Regions from separate parts of the Mus musculus genome. Here all the other regions are linked to region 1. The links are chromatin contacts, called in public HiChIP or PLAC-seq and promoter capture Hi-C maps. All regions are on one chromosome and are shown on one strand. The core of a region is the stretch at or near the end of the contact, and the rest is flanking DNA. Distances in the headings are between cores, read along the strand shown.

What was found. Promoter capture Hi-C pulls out the DNA fragments that hold promoters and counts their contacts. HiChIP or PLAC-seq counts read pairs in DNA pulled down with a chosen protein or histone mark.
Region 2: a contact with region 1 is called in a promoter capture Hi-C map of liver, with 4 times the contacts expected there. The contact joins the promoter of Zfp101 here to the promoter of Cyp4f17 in region 1. A contact is called at or near these places in 7 of 39 promoter capture datasets (the 3T3-L1 cell line, 3T3-L1-derived adipocytes, frontonasal cranial neural crest and 3 more), 1 of 115 datasets of contacts at active chromatin or transcription factors (bone marrow-derived macrophages) and 1 of 9 other capture datasets (embryonic stem cells).
Region 3: an H3K27ac HiChIP or PLAC-seq map of embryonic stem cells shows a contact between it and region 1, with 5 read pairs. The contact joins the promoter of Cbs here to the promoter of Cyp4f17 in region 1. A contact is called at or near these places in 1 of 39 promoter capture datasets (liver), 1 of 115 datasets of contacts at active chromatin or transcription factors (embryonic stem cells) and 1 of 9 other capture datasets (adipose tissue).
Region 4: a contact with region 1 is called in a promoter capture Hi-C map of hippocampal neurons, with 3 times the contacts expected there. The contact joins the promoter of Cryaa here to the promoter of Cyp4f17 in region 1. A contact is called at or near these places in 9 of 39 promoter capture datasets (the 3T3-L1 cell line, 3T3-L1-derived adipocytes, the C10 cell line and 5 more), 1 of 15 datasets of contacts at CTCF or cohesin (embryonic stem cells), 21 of 484 Hi-C or Micro-C datasets (B cells, the Ba/F3 cell line, CD4 T cells and 14 more), 2 of 115 datasets of contacts at active chromatin or transcription factors (embryonic midbrain and embryonic stem cells) and 1 of 9 other capture datasets (liver).

Annotation. Positions count from the first base shown.
Region 1 is chr17:32,504,673-32,508,380 of GRCm38.p6, reverse strand. It overlaps Cyp4f17 (cytochrome P450, family 4, subfamily f, polypeptide 17), which reads right to left and starts at 1,897. Exons shown (of 13, transcript NM_001101445.2): 1 at 1,803-1,897; 2 at 1,289-1,487. The coding sequence starts at 1,486.
Region 2 is chr17:33,392,595-33,396,302 of GRCm38.p6, reverse strand. Zfp101 (zinc finger protein 101) reads left to right here and starts at 1,666. Exons shown (of 4, transcript NM_009542.2): 1 at 1,666-1,815. The coding sequence starts at 1,795.
Region 3 is chr17:31,635,233-31,638,940 of GRCm38.p6, reverse strand. Cbs (cystathionine beta-synthase) reads left to right here and starts at 1,736. Exons shown (of 17, transcript NM_144855.3): 1 at 1,736-1,858.
Region 4 is chr17:31,676,285-31,679,992 of GRCm38.p6, reverse strand. Cryaa (crystallin, alpha A) reads right to left here and starts at 2,062. Exons shown (of 3, transcript NM_001278570.1): 1 at 1,804-2,062; 2 at 312-434. The coding sequence starts at 1,992.

The DNA.
Region 1 (3,708 bases), core at 648-3,147:
CAAACTGGGAAGCTGGACGAAAAGAGGGCTGTGGAGAGAAAGCGGCATGGGAATCCAGGCCACTAGAGGTGGTACCCTTATAGGTGACCCTGAAGTGCCAAATGTGGCTCTGGCCGTAGGAAGGTCTGAAGCAAAGGGCACTGGATATGAGTAAGAAGTCTTTCCAGGATGTGTAGCCATACAGGAGAGGCCACAGTGGTGCCTTCTGGAAAAATAGGAAAAGTGGCTGGCCTAGTAGTGGAACCCTTCATTTTCTAGGGAGCACAAGACAGTCAGTGTGTCACCTCAATACCACAGAGGAAAACAGAGTGCTCAACTCTGACCTAATTCAGACAATGGAGTCCTCTGACACATTTTTGAGGAGGAAGAGTTAGATAAGACAGGGGAGGAATTGGTGGGGCTGGAGATATGGTTCAGAGGTTAAGGGCACTTGTTAATCTTGGAAAGGACATGGTTTTGATTTCTAAAACCTACAAGGTAGCTCACAGCCACCTATAACTCCAGTTCTGGGAGATCCAATGCCTTCTTCTGAACTCTTTGAGCAATAGGCACACACATGGTACACAAGCACCAATGTTGGCAAGATACATACATATAAAATATATATATAATATATAATATATATATATTATATATTTTATATATTATATAATATATAATAAATATATAAAAATATATTATATGTTTTATATATTATATACAATATATAATAAATCTCATTTAAAAAAAGAAAGAAGAAGAAGGAAGGAAGAAAGGAAAGAAAGAAAGAGAGAGAGAGAGAGAGAGAGAGAGAAAGAATTTTAAAAATTGGAGAGGAGGGATGTCAACTTCTGCCATTCAGCATCGCTGTCCCTCAAGAGACTCTGGCCAGCAGAGATGGGCTAAGAAAGGAGCATACCCAATTTATTCCACTAGAAAGGCTCAACTCCAACAACGTTAAGTGAAATAGCACATTGAGGGGGAGAGCTCTGCTCCCTCAACCTATCCTGGGGTGGGGTGGGGTGGGGGGCACTAACAACACAGAACAGGACTGAACAAGCAACAGAAAGAGATCTTAAAACATGAGTTCTTATCAGAATGTGATCCGAAGTTAGCTGGGAACGAGAAAGGGCAAAAAAGAAAAAAGCCTCAAAACGTGGTGTAGACAGAGGCCAGGAGTAGATATGCCGGGTATGTGACTAGATAGAGACTCACTCAGCCTCCCTCCCTCACCTCTCCACCCTCTCACGACTCCCAGGTTCCTAAGAGCCTTTCCTGACACACCAGACCTACCTGCTGCCACACTCACCATGCTCATGTGACCCCAAAACCAGTGCCGCGAAGGGGGCTCGGGGAAGCAGCGGAGACGGCAGTAGTTGTCATAGAAGGCACAAATCCAGGTCAGAATTCGAGCCAGGAACAAGGAGGCCCCAACCAACTGCAGAAGTTGCCATGGGAAGGCAGCTCCAGGCCCCAGTCCCAGCCAGGACAGGCCCAGCTGTAGCATCCTGCAAGAAAGATAGGCCAGAAGTGAGATCCTGAGGCCCAGGAGACAGAGGTGGCCCTCCATGGTCACTGGACAGAGATGGTGACTTAGAGGACTAGAACACAGGAAGGAAAAGGGACACCCAGGGCTACGGAGAGACAGAGAATCAGGCAGGAGAGAGGCAGATAGGATCTGTTTATAGTCTGCGTTGGCCTAGACTGAAGCACAGGTATGTAGCGTAGTAACTGGGAAATCAGGCCTGCCTGCAGAGCCACCCCAGCTGTAACAGAGCTTCCACTGTTCAGTAGGGGCCTTCCGTGTGTCCCAAGTCCGGCACCTTTTCTCAGGAGTAATGCGTCCCAGAAACGTCCGCTCTTCCCTGGAAATGTTTTTGATCCTGGCTACCGGCTGAGCAGGACGATGAGCTGGACTGAGCCAATCCCTCGGTGGCCCAGAGCCCTCCTCCCAGCCTGGGTAGAATATCAAAATGCGGGGGGCGGGGGCGGGGGCGGGGCGGGGGCGGGGCCAACCCGAAGCAATTGGAGCCAATCCAGGGTCACATGTCCAGGCAAGCAGGGTCCTCAGGATTCAACACCTTCCATCTGAACCAAGACAAAGGTGTCTAGAGACCCAAAGTTTACAATCTGTCCCGTTCTCACTAGGCTCCGCAGGTCCTCTGAGGACCTGCAGGCTAGAGGGCAGCAGGCAGTGTTTTCCAGTTCGGACTGAAAGGATCCGAGCCTCTGCCTACCAGCTGCACAACCTGGCAGAATTCTCCCTCCAAGTAATCCAGGTTCCGAGTGGAGACAAGACTTCCAGAAACAAAGAATCCGGCCGTGCTGGAACGGACTAAAAGAGATTCTGAAGATTAAAACTCCCAGCTGAGGGACCAGAGTTCAGTTAGGAAGTAGGTGGGAGGGGTCAAGCTGAGCCGCCAGTCGTGGGGAAATCCAGGCAGGCGAGAAGAGAGAGGGGGTTGTGGGCTCCGGGTCAGCAGCACCACGTTGAGAGCTCCAAGAGAAAAACACCATTCACAATACAAAGGCAGGCCCATCTGAATAACACTATTATTCATTCAACTGAAAGGGTAAAAGCCCAAGGATGCGCAAGTGACGGACTTCAAGCCGTAAAAGATATCTATAACTGCCAACCCAGACTGCTGCATCCAGAAAAGCTGTCTGTCATAAAGAAGGACATTTTTTTTAACTATCAGCGGTAAAAATAGAACAAAGGCATTTATGAGCACTGAGCCAGCTCTACAGAAGATGCTTGATAGAATCCTTCAGGCTGAAGAGGGGGAAATCAGGCCACAAAGTCCAGGAAATAAATAAATAAATAAATAAAACACACTAGAATATTATTAAAGCAAGAGAGGAAGAAGGAGGAAAACAAAATCAACAAAATTGCAGGAATCAACAAACACCTTTCAATAACTCGGGTGTTCTCAGTCTCAACTGCACCCCAGATAAAGGCACAAGCATGGATCTGCTGCTTCTAAGAAATATCTCACTACAAGAGGCAGATAAGATTCTAGCTCAGGGTGAAAGGACGCTAAGCTATCTCAGGGGACAGGAAGATGGCTCAGTGTGAATGCACCTGCAGCCAAGACTAACAGCTTCACTCTGCTCCATAGAACTGACCAGCATGATGAAAGGAGAGAATTGACTCCTGCAAACTGTCCTCTGGCCTCCACACCCATGGCATGACAGGCACGTGTGCCCACACACACACACACACACACACACACACACACACACACAAATAAATAAAATGTTAGTTCACAGACTTTTAAGGGTATGCCAAGGAAATGGACCTAGAACACAAGCAAGCAAGTGTGTTGCTGTTCTATCATCTGACAAAAGAATCTTCAAATGAAAACTAGTGAGAAAGAATAGAGAAGTCACTCATAACCCGGTGAGATGCTTCCGTGGGTAAAAAGCTCTTACCACCATAGTCAACACAAGCCAGACAACCTCAGTTCAATCTAGATTAAGAGGCAGTGTCCTCATGGGGTGCCTGTTGATATCTGTGGGAAGAAGGGGCAGGCCATAAGGTATTACAGTCTGAACAGCAGCTGGATTCTAACATTACATTCTTTGTGTGTGTGTGTGTGTGTGTGTGTGTGTGTGTTGAGACTATGGTTTTAGGTTTTGGGGGGGTTGTTGTTGTTGTTTGGTTTTGGTTTTGGTTTTGGTTTGTCCAAAACCAAACAACTGTCCTAGAACTAGCTCTGTAGATCAGTC
Region 2 (3,708 bases), core at 417-2,916, 890 kb before region 1:
CTTCATTTCTTAACATACCTTTTCACTGTGTTTTCTGGTCATTGAATAAGAGTTTAGTTGAAATGGTTCTATCTTTTCTTTCCATTGCTTTAAACAAAAGCAACTTTGTTTAGGGAAGGATGTATTTTATCTTATGGCTTAAAGTTCATCATGAAGGGAAATTATTAGAGTTCTTGAGAGTAACAAAGCTTACAGAATGAATCTTTCTATATGTATAGAAAAGGGGTTTACTGGAAAGACTCACAGGCTGCGGTCTAGCTAATCCAACAATGGTTGGCTGTGGATGGAAAGCCCAAGAATCCTGTAGTTTCTCAGACCACGAGGCTAAATGTCTCAGCTGGTCTTCAGCTTATGCTGGAATCCCTAAAAAGTAAGGTTCTGATGCCAGTGAAGGAATGGACATGCTAGCAAGGCTAGGGCAAGCAGGCAGGAGCAGAAGCTTCCTCGTCCAGCTCTAGCAAAGCCTGTAGCCTAGATTAGAGCTGATTCAAGGTTTGGTTCAAAGGCCTGGGACTCCCTACCTCAAAGGTCCAGACCTGAAGCAGAATCACCGACTCCAAAGCAAGCAAAAAGTTCTCACAGGTATGTCCTCCATTCCCAGATTTGATTTCATGACTAACAGAGTCAAGTTGACAACCAGAAAAATAATCATCACAGGACTCAAGAAGAAATTTGGAGGTGGGAACTGAAGTAGAGGTCATGGGGAAATACTGCATGTTCACTCTCCCTTTTTATACAGCCTAGGCCTATCTACCTAAGTATGCATTAATACAGTAGATTGGAAACCCCCCCCCCCCCACACACACACATCATTCTTTAATCCAAAAATATTCTACAGTCTTGCCTATAGCCAATCTAATGGAGGCATTTCTAAGTTGAGTTCCCTTCTCTCAGATGACCCCCACTAACATCAAGTCGACAAAAGGCCAACCAGTACCGGAGCGAAAGCCTCTTCTTTGCTTACAAGTTTTTTTCTATTTACATTATTAATTCATATATGTTGCTTTCTGCTCTTGGCTTGGTTTATAGTAATAATGTTCAATACCCAGAAGTAGTCCAAGTAAAGCCTGTAAGAAGAGACATTTGCAAAAGCATATGTCTTTATCAAACGTGTTTTAAAATATTATTTCTTCAGACAAAGCTTTAACATATTTGTACAGGTTTCTTTCAAACCTGGGGCTCAATCAACATTTTAAATCTTAACTTTCAAAAAATATAGGTGCAAAAGTCCATTTGCCTCATCTCAGATTCTTAAGTTGGCACTCATTATTGGCACTGTCCTCTCCTGACCGGGTAACCTTCTCTGTTTGGGGTCATGGGTTTTCCTTTCCCTACACTGAGTCTGGGATGTCCAGAGCCAATCTGTAGCGCTATTTTATGTGAAACAGTAGAAGCCCACTGAGTACACGACAAAGCGAGTGCGTGCACTAAAATCCCAGAAGGCGTCGTGCTTAAATGCAAGGATCCCACATATTTACTCCAAACGGAACGTCTGGGTTAAGATTGGGTGTTGCTCTATCTTTTTTTTTTTTTTTTTTTTCCCCATTTGCGTCAAGTATGGGAGAGGTTGTTGATCCTGCTACTCACGAATAAGAAGGCGGGTCCAGCATCTTTCGCCAATCAGAGCCGCTGTTACTTCCTTGCTGGAACTGTCAAATGAGGAACACGGATGTTCTGAAGTTTCTGCCCCTGGCTCCATTTTTGAATCCCGTGTAGCTTTTGTGAGGTGTTGTGACAGCTGGTTTCAGTCAGTGCCACCTATTTTGTCGGCAGGCTCTTCCGAAGGACCCCCGCATGCGTCCGAAGCTGGAAATGGTGAGTACACGGTTGCTCCCGGAGTCGTGGGCCGCGGCTTTGACGTAGCCTGGCGCAGCTTGGCACCGCCGACCCGACGTTCCTCTGGCGCTGTGCTGCAGTTCGAGGTGGAGCTTGGCACCGGCGGAGCCAGGAGTCGGAGGCTCCTCCTGCCCTGTCGCTGTAAAACTGCTTTATCCCAGTCCCTTGGCTATCATGGGGAATGAGCTCGGTGGTCCTGCACCCTGCAGACTTTGCAGCGCTCACGGGTTGGTGATGCGGTCTGGTCAGTGTAGTGAAAGGACGTGGGTGTTGAGCGTTACTGCTGGTCTGACCTTGCACTTGCGTTTGGCCTGCTTTATTGTTTTCTGAGGTCTCCTTGATTTTGTATTAGTTTTGCTCTAGGCTGCTTCTCCAAAGAGAAGGAATATGTAATGTGCTTTTGGTGGCAGTGGTGCTGGTGAGTTTTTGATTGGTTGATTTCTTTGTTTTTCAGACAGGGTTTCTCAGTAGCCCTGGCTACCCTGGAACTCACTTGGTAGACCAGGCTGGCTTCGAACTCAGAGATTCTCCTGCCTCTGCCTGTAATGTGTGTTTGTTTGTCTTCTTTCCTTTCTTGGAACTCATTACGTAGACCAGGCCTACCTTGAACTCAAGAGATCTGCCTGCTTCTGCTTCCTGAGAACTGCAGTTTAGATGCGAGCACCATCATGCCCTACAAGGTGGGCTCCTTAATTAGTATTTACCAAGATTACAGTCCTCTAGAAAAATATTAACATCTTCGGTTGTTTCCTTTGCCCTTATGTAAATCGTTTTTCTAGACAGTGTAATTTGCGACTAGGGAAAGTGTGGACAGGGGCCATCTGGGAGAAAAACATACGTGTCTTCTATCTTCTGGATGAGGTATTTTTTTGAGAGTTGGTTTGAGTGCACAAAACATTTCAAATTTTATTAGTGTTGTTCATGTGTGGTGAGCCAATCTTTGGGCTCCCGTGCCATAGTATATACTGTGCAGGTCAAAGGACTCCCTTGTGGGGTTGGAGTTGGTTCTCCTGTCCATTCCCTGGGTTCAGGGATCAAACACAGGTCACAACGCATGCTTGACGACTGCTTTTGCCTGTTGACTCATTTCTTCGGCTTCATTTATTTTTACTTTTACTTTTATTTTAAAACCGGGTTTCATAGATCCCTGGCTATCATGAAACTCCATATGTAGATGACCTTGAACTTGGGATCCTCCTGCCTTCAGGTTTTAGGATTTCAAGGCATGAGCCAGCACACTTGCTTTGATGTGGTGCTGGTGCTGGGACCGAGGGTGGGGGTGGGGGGGCGTCTCCATACTAAGTAAACATTCTACAGAGTCAGCCCTGTGCTCATCCTGCTGTACAGTTTTTCTCCCTTAGATTCTGGCAGGAAGATCCCAGGATTTTCTCTTTAGCAGCATGTGTGTCATTGACTGCTTAGTGGCAAGCATGGAATGCATACTAATTTTTTTTATTTCCAGGCAGAGTTTTACTGTGTGTAGCCTTGGCTGGCCTGGAACGTGCTATATAGATGAGGCTTGCCTTGAACTGACAGAGATCAGCCTGCCTCTGCCTCCTAAGTGCTAGGATTAAAGGCGTGCGCCACCACACACAACCTGGAGATATAAGATTTTCAAGTATGTTACCATGATTCTCTGAATTTCTTTGGTGTCTATTGGAATGCCTCCTTCCTCAGCTCCCATTTCATTAATGTGTGTCTTGTTTTATTTGGCTAAGGGTTTATCAATTATGTTTATCTTTTCAACACCAACTCAATTTTGTAGAATGAATATATATATATATATATATATATATTATGTGAACATTTCGCCTGACAGAAAAGATATGTAACATGTTTCCCAGATGCTCACAGAGGTTAGAAGAAAACATT
Region 3 (3,708 bases), core at 487-2,986, 870 kb after region 1:
AGGTAGGGACTGAGGGATGCTGGGAGAACCTGGAAGCCAGGTCTGCTTTGGTTTGTAAAATAGGCACTTCAGTCCCTTGTCCTGGGTTCGAAACCAAACACTCTTCCTGCCATTTTTCAAGCTGTCTGAAATGAGTTCAAAAATTTCAATTTTAAATAAAACGAAGAGCCGGGCATGGTGGCGCACGCCTTTAATCCCAGCACTCGGGAGGCAGAGACAGGTAGATTTCTGAGTTCGAGGCCAGCCTGGTCTACAGAGTGAGTTCCAGGACAGCCAGGGCTACACAGAGAAACCCTGTCTCAAAAACCCAAAAAAAAAAAAAAAAAAAAAAAAAGAAAAGAAAAGAAAAGAAAAAAGAAACTTCTCAGAAACTTGATTTAAAATGGAAATACTTGTATGGGACAGAATTGCAAACGTGTGTGTGTGTGTGTGTGTGTGTGTGTGTGTGTGTGTGTGTGTGTTTCCAGGATGCTGGAGACCGGGGCTGGGGGTGGGGTGTCATTTCTTTAGTCCTCCTCTTCTTTGTTGGAGGTGGCAGCCAGCCAGGGCCAAGCAGTCCTGGCAGCTTGTGTGTCTACAGTAACTCCAATGCCTGCCTGCATCTTCATAGGGTTGTTTCTCCATTCAAATTCTCGTCTTCTCTTAAGGGCACCGTAACCGTGGCTTTAAGTCACTTCCACCACTAATGTACGTTTATCATATCTCCTAAGACCTGGCCAGACATTTGGGATCTTGAGAGAAGGATCCCTGGGAATTGCTGTTAGTGTTCTTGCCCTTGGTATGACAAAATAAGATACACTGGGAAGCAAAACAACTCAGCATAGTAACTGGCTCCCTAACAAACAGGCTCTCCTTCCAGCTTGGCAGCAGGTTTCTCAGACCCTGGCTCTTGCCCTAGGGCGTACACTTTCCAGCCCAGAAGATTTCTCACTGGAACAAGATGTGGCCCTTCTAATCAAATGCTACATTCGGCTGTGTATGGTGACCCAGATCTGCAGTCCCAGGTCTGAGGTGGCAGGAAGATCAGAAGTTGGAGCTCACCATATTTCACCAAGCTAAACTCAGGGCCGGAGAGATGGAGAGAGACACCTCCCCCCTCCCCGCTTCCAGGTCTCTTTATGTAGCCCAGGTTGGCCTCGCACTCAAACTTGAGATTCACTTCTCTCGAGTCCAAATGCTGGGATTGCAGGCACCATCACGTCATACGTCACGCCCATTTTTAACCTCCTACAGATATCGATATTGGGGGCGCCCTTCCAGTGACACCACTGACCCAGGCCTCTCAGGCCAGTTGCTTGGAAGAACTCTGGGCTCTTTGAGCGTCAGGTCCTGCCGTTCAGAATAGTGATGTGTGACTCGAGCCTGCCAAGCTAGGAAGCTCCACGTCCTCGAGAGGATCGGGTCCTGGGAAACGAGGTTCCCTGACACTTAGCCAGGCTGTGCCGCAAGGTACAGACCTTTGGGCACAGACCTGGGGCCCCTCCGTGTCGTGTGCCTCACGACAAACACGTGTTAGACGGCAGAACTTCTCCTTTCGAGCTTTTGAGCACAACTCCCAGAGCAAGCAGACACCCCGCTGTGGAGGCCCGGCGTCCAGCCGAGCTTGGCGGAGCCAGAGTGGGGGTGGAGAGGGGAAGGGGTGTGGGGGGGCGGGGTGAGTGGGAGGCCGTTCTGCGGCCCAGGATTGGCGGGTGTCGGCCCTCCGCCCCCCGGCGCCGGGCCAATCGCCGAAGCCTGTTGTGTGTGGCTGGGTTGGTTCTAGACCCGCCACCCTTCCCTGGGATCTGAGCTGGGATCCTGTCCGAGCGTGCTCTCCATCCTAGCACAGGCCGAGCCGTTTTCCCGCGTCCGAGTCTAGGTGAGCTCCGGCCGCACTGACTCCCACGCCGCGCACACAGCGAGATCCTCGCTGCGGTTCGGTAGCCCGCGGGCACTCCCCATCCCTGGGCACGGACTTGGCTTCCTCTGTACCTGGACGCGCAGCTCGTGAGCCCGGTGCCTGACGCGCAGCTCGCTAAGGTCCCCGTGCTCCCACCGGGGCGTCCTGACTTGTCCCTCCACCTCGATGCCACCTGCGTCCATTGCCCTCTTCCCGCTAGTATCGACCTCCCCGCAGCCCTATGCTGAGCACCCACGTGGCCTCAGGTCCCACGACTGCTAGTCTCTGAACGTGGAGCCGGGTTCTAGGGTGACGCGCTAGAGACAAAACTGGGTCATCGATTTCCCCAGTTTTGGATGGAGACCGCTGTTTCGCAAATTGTTCTTTGGGGCACTGGTGCCGGGGTGAGGGTAAATATTGAAGTAGTGTCGTGCGGGGTGGCGGAGTCGTGGGAGAGCGGGTTCTCCTCCTTGTGCGGGACCCAGTTGGGGCGGGGGAGGGCGCGAGACCTAGGGCTGTACACCTGCGGAGAGTTTCCCACGTCACTGCCACACACTGATCGAGTGGCCAGGCGGTCTGTGCGGGAGCGTCATAGTCCTAGGAAAACCCCACTGGAAGAGCGGCCTCTCCGTGTGAGTAGGGAGGGAAGCAGGATACCCTGGGCCACATTCGCCAAGTTTGGGTTCGGGTTGTTCTATGGCTTCCCGTTCCACGAGGACGCTTAAGTGATGGCACTGGGAGAACTGCGCCTGCCATGGGTTTTGGAGAGTTCTACAGCCCGGGTCGCCTAGCAAGAGGACTTTTTAGAGGGCTCTTTTGTTTGTTTGTTTGCTTGTTTGCTTGCTTGCTTGTTTTTCGAGACAGGGTTTCTCTGAATAGCCCTGGCACTCACTTTGTAGACCAGGCTGGCCTCGCCTCGAACTCAGAAATCCACCTGCCTCTGCCTCCGGAGTGCGAGTGCTGAGATTAAGGCGTGCGCCACCTCTCCCGGTTTAGAGAGGGCTCTTGAACCTAAGGAGAGAAGCACCTGTCTAGGCCACCGCCTGGGCGCATGCGTTTTGATGTTAGTTGCTCCTCCCCCACCAAGGGAATGAATAAGATGGGCCAGTGCCAGGTAGGCTCCTGACGTCATTTTAGAGTGCTAGATCACATCTAGAATACTTAGAACACCTAGTTGTTCATGTTAGGCAAACAGAAGTTTGGGGATATGGAGAGATGGCTCAGTGGTTAAGAGCCCTTGGAGTTCTTGCAGAAGCCACTAGTGGCTCACAATCATCTGTACCTACATTTCCAGGGGATCTGACTCTCTCTTCTAGCCTCCAAGAGCAGCAGGCACACACACGCGGTGCACATACATACATGCAAGCAAAACATCCCCATACATATTAGTAAATCTAAAAGATGTATTTATTTATTGGTTGGTTGGTTGTTTGAGACAGGATCTCTACATAGCCCTGGCTGTCCTGGAACTTACTAGGTAGACTAAGCTGGCCTTGAACTCATAAAGAGTCACCTGCCTCTGCCTCCTAGGCTGGGATTAAAGGTATGCACAATGACACCCAGCTTTAAAATAAAATTTTTTTCAAGCTGTGATGCCTCATTCTTCATGGAATAACAAGAAAATGTGTACATGTTGTGTGCACACACATTTTTTTCTTGGCACTGGGCCTGGCACTTGACAACTGCCATATCTCCTCCCACCAAGCTACACATCCAACCGCTAAATAACTTTAATCTGCAATTTAGTCTGATGTGCAAAAATGGCCAACATGGAGGGGGTGCCTTTCCACTTTGTCCACAGAATTGTGCAACTTCTGTTGTCTATACAA
Region 4 (3,708 bases), core at 813-3,312, 830 kb after region 1:
CTTGCCAGAGTTGGGGGGGGGGGCAAAATCTGCAGCTCTTTGTTTTCCTGTGATCATTTCTAATCCCCTGTCACCCAGAAGATCCAGGGGGACAGCTAGAGTTGTACTTCATACAAGGATCCTCATCCCACTTAATCCTGCTGCCTGGCCCTGCTAGGGCTGAGGACTGTGACCTACATGGTCCTGGGAGGGGCCAGCACAGCACAGGAGGATGTGGCCCCTCCCAGACAGAACAGCCTCCCATGCTCTCTCTGGGGGAGGGAGGTGTGGAGCACAGGACCCACACAGATGGGGATGCTGCCCAAACTCACCTGCCTCTCGTTGTGTTTGCCGTGAATCTCCACAAAATCCTCCAGTACCTTCACGGTGAGGTCCTCAGGAGAGAAGTGCTTCACGTCCAAGAAGATGACAAACTTGTCCCGGTCAGATCGGACCTGAAACCCAAACCCACGTTTGGAGCTCCCCAAAGGACCACCAGCTCCAGAGACAAAGGATGGGGGAACAGCTGTATGGTCCCTGATGGGCTGGATCACATAGGACAAGGAAGAGCTCAGCCATCAGAACCAACCGTCACTCCTCTGCTTCCTCAAGCCAAGAAAGCTGGTGTGTCCTGGGGCTGGGACTGTCACCTGGCCCCACAGGTAAGATCCACATTGACCTCCAGACCCAAGGACTGGGCAGTGCCGATTCATTGCTGGGTATACTGGGTCAGACAACTGATTATAGATTAAGCTAACTGGTTATAGATTAGAGGGTTGGGTAGAGTAGAATGGTTGAATGGTCAGTGAGTGCCTTGGCTGATTAGAGTCCAGGTTATGGCTTATGACTTAGCATAAGCTGCCTGGTCGTCAGCAAAATGCTAGTTACAGGTTGGCCGGTTGCTTGATTATGGTCTAGTGACCGGTTATGGTTTGGATGGCTCTTAACAGATTAAGCAGCTGGTTGATTAAAGGTAGCTGGTTGGTTATGGTTGATTATGGGTGGCGGGTTCATTAAGGATCATTTGCCTGGCTAATTGGGAACTGGCTAGCTGGTGGGACTAAAGTCTGTGGTGTATCCATAGCTCCAGGAGCCTACCTCACCTGTCCATATTACCAACAGTTCCACAGTACTACTAGCTGCTAACACAAAGCCTTTCCCACCCCTCTCTTCCTGCCCTGGCTAGAGCCTGCATTTGGGCAATTTGCTTCCTAGAGTTGCAGCTGGATCCGCTCTGGGAGCCTTCTTTTGAAGCAAAGGGAGGCAGCTCTTCTAGAACTGTGGCTCACTTGGGTAGGGAGGGATGTGGCCTTTCTTCAGTCATCAGGGAAGCTAGAAAGGAGCCCCATCTGCAGCTTTGCCAGCTACAGAAGGTTCTGCCCTGCTGTAAGAAAGCCCGTCCTCTCTGGGCTTCAGGACATCCCAACCCCCACACCAAGAACAGAAAGTCCAGGGAGTGGCCGGTCAAGCACGCTTGCCTTCGCCATGTAACTTGCCTTGACGGGGTTGTTCTTGGGGTTTCCAGCATGTGGTTGGTGCATTACAAACCACATATGGGTCATGAGCTGATGGGAGGAAAAGACAGCAGTCGGGCTCGGGCTGGTTGGTCTCCTCCTCCGACCCCAATCCCGGTGATGTGGGTGGCTTCAGCATAGGCATGTGGGTGCACACCCAACCTCTGCCGGGTACGAGGCTGGGAGAGGCTGGGACATTGCTTGAGGAGAGCACAGGGTCATAGTGCCCCTCGAGGATCCCTAGCTGTCCTCTAGACAAGACCAAGACCCCTCTGAGCAGCTAGGAGGAACCAGTGTGGTTGCATCTTACCTCAGAGATGCCCGAGTCCAGCACAGTGCGGAAGAGGGACTGGCGGTAGTAGGGGCTGATGGTGGAAGACAGGAAGGGCAGCAGGTCGTACTCAAAAAGGCCCTCGCCGAAGAACTGGTCGAACAGTCGGCTGGGGTAGAAGGGCCCCAGGGCACGCTTGAACCAAGGATGCTGAATGGTGACGTCCATCTTCTATTTGGTGATGCAGGGACCGAAGGCTGGCAGTGAGTCAGACAGGAGCCTCTGGGCAGTGCGGTGGTGAGCTAGCGTTCCAGCCCTCCCTATATATGCCTGCACAGAATGGAGGAATTAAGGGATTTCCCAAAATGTCTATGCTCAGCTCGGGGGAGAGGCTGCACCGTCAGCAGCTGGAATGCTCACCCGCCTGCCCAGCCCCAGCAACACACGCTGAGCAGCAGAGGCTCTCAGACCAGATGTCTCCAAGAAGGTCTGTGGAGAGCCTTATCCTTTGAGCCAAGGGACATCACTGTTTCTTCCCACATTGTACTGAGGCACCCTCCTGGCCTCCTTTGGAGGAAGAATTCAGAGCCCTGTTTCACAGGTGGGGAGAGGTAGGCACAGATTAGCAGGCCATCTGCAGAGCTCCGAAACCTCCAGAGATCTTGAAACCGCCAACGAAAGCGTTGTGTTCAAAGCAGAACATCCTTTGGTTTTGTTTGTTTGTTGTTTGTTTGTTTCTGTTTTCCTCACTCAGAACAAACATTACACAGCTCACAGCGTTTCAAGGCAGACAGAAGACAATGAAGAAACCGGCCAAATCCTGCTCCAGTCCCTGCCGGTCGCAGGGGATCTGTGTGCTGGATGTGGTTCTGGTCTTTCCTCTGTGCGGGTCACCCTGCGCTCACCTCCCTCTGGCCACCATCCTCAGCAAAGCCTCAGGTCTTCCCGACATGACTTCACCACGGGTGTTATTAAACCAGCTGCTTCTGCCCAGTCCTGTGAATGGTTATAGGCGAGTCTGGAGAGGACTCTGCTCCTCAGCCGGGACTCTCATCCGGGTATCACCAGGTAAAAGACATCCCTGAACTCCAGCTGTGTGTGGCATTGGCAGACGTGATGAAATTGTCTGAGGACCTCAAAGACCTTTGACTTGAAAACTTGTCATCCCAGAGGAGAGGTTTCCTGGCGTTCCAGAAACTACCGCCAGCTAAGATGCACATGACAAACGCTTCAGGAAGCAATGAGCACCCCACGGTGTGCCCCCGCCCTAGTACTTGTTAACTACAACTTAGCAGCTCTTCAGACCACACTAGGAGACAGGTCCCAACATCACCCAGTGGGAGTCTCTTCAGCTACCACGGCTAGCAGAGTGATGATCTTTGAGGCAAAACAGCAGCTCAGTTCAACATGACTAAGTAGCTGACGGCGGTTCAAACTTCAGGAGTCTGACCCAGAGTGGCTTATTTTAGACATATTCAAGCACATCACAATTTGGTGACATTTTCTGGAGATAATGAATTCACTCTCGTGCACACGATAAAGCACACATAAATAATCTCTCTGAGGAGCAAAGCAACTTAAATACAGATCAGACATGACCACATCAATAGTCTTTGTAAAGTATGTAGGACAGGACTGGAGAGATGGCTCAGTGGTTAAGAGCACTGACTGCTCTCCCAGAGGTCCTGAGTTCAATTCCCAGCAACCACATGGTGGCTCACATCTGTAATGGTTGTGATGCCTTCTTCTGGTGTGTCTGAGAACAGCAACAGCGTACTCATATACATAAAATATAGTAAATCTTTTTTTAAAGTATGTATAACACCTTCCATAATGATGAGGTCTATAGATTGATTTAGAAAGAAGTTTATGATAAGGGTCTGGGGAAGGGTCTAGTGTGGTTTCCAGCCACACAGATGCCGCAAAGGTCACCAGGCTGGAGTA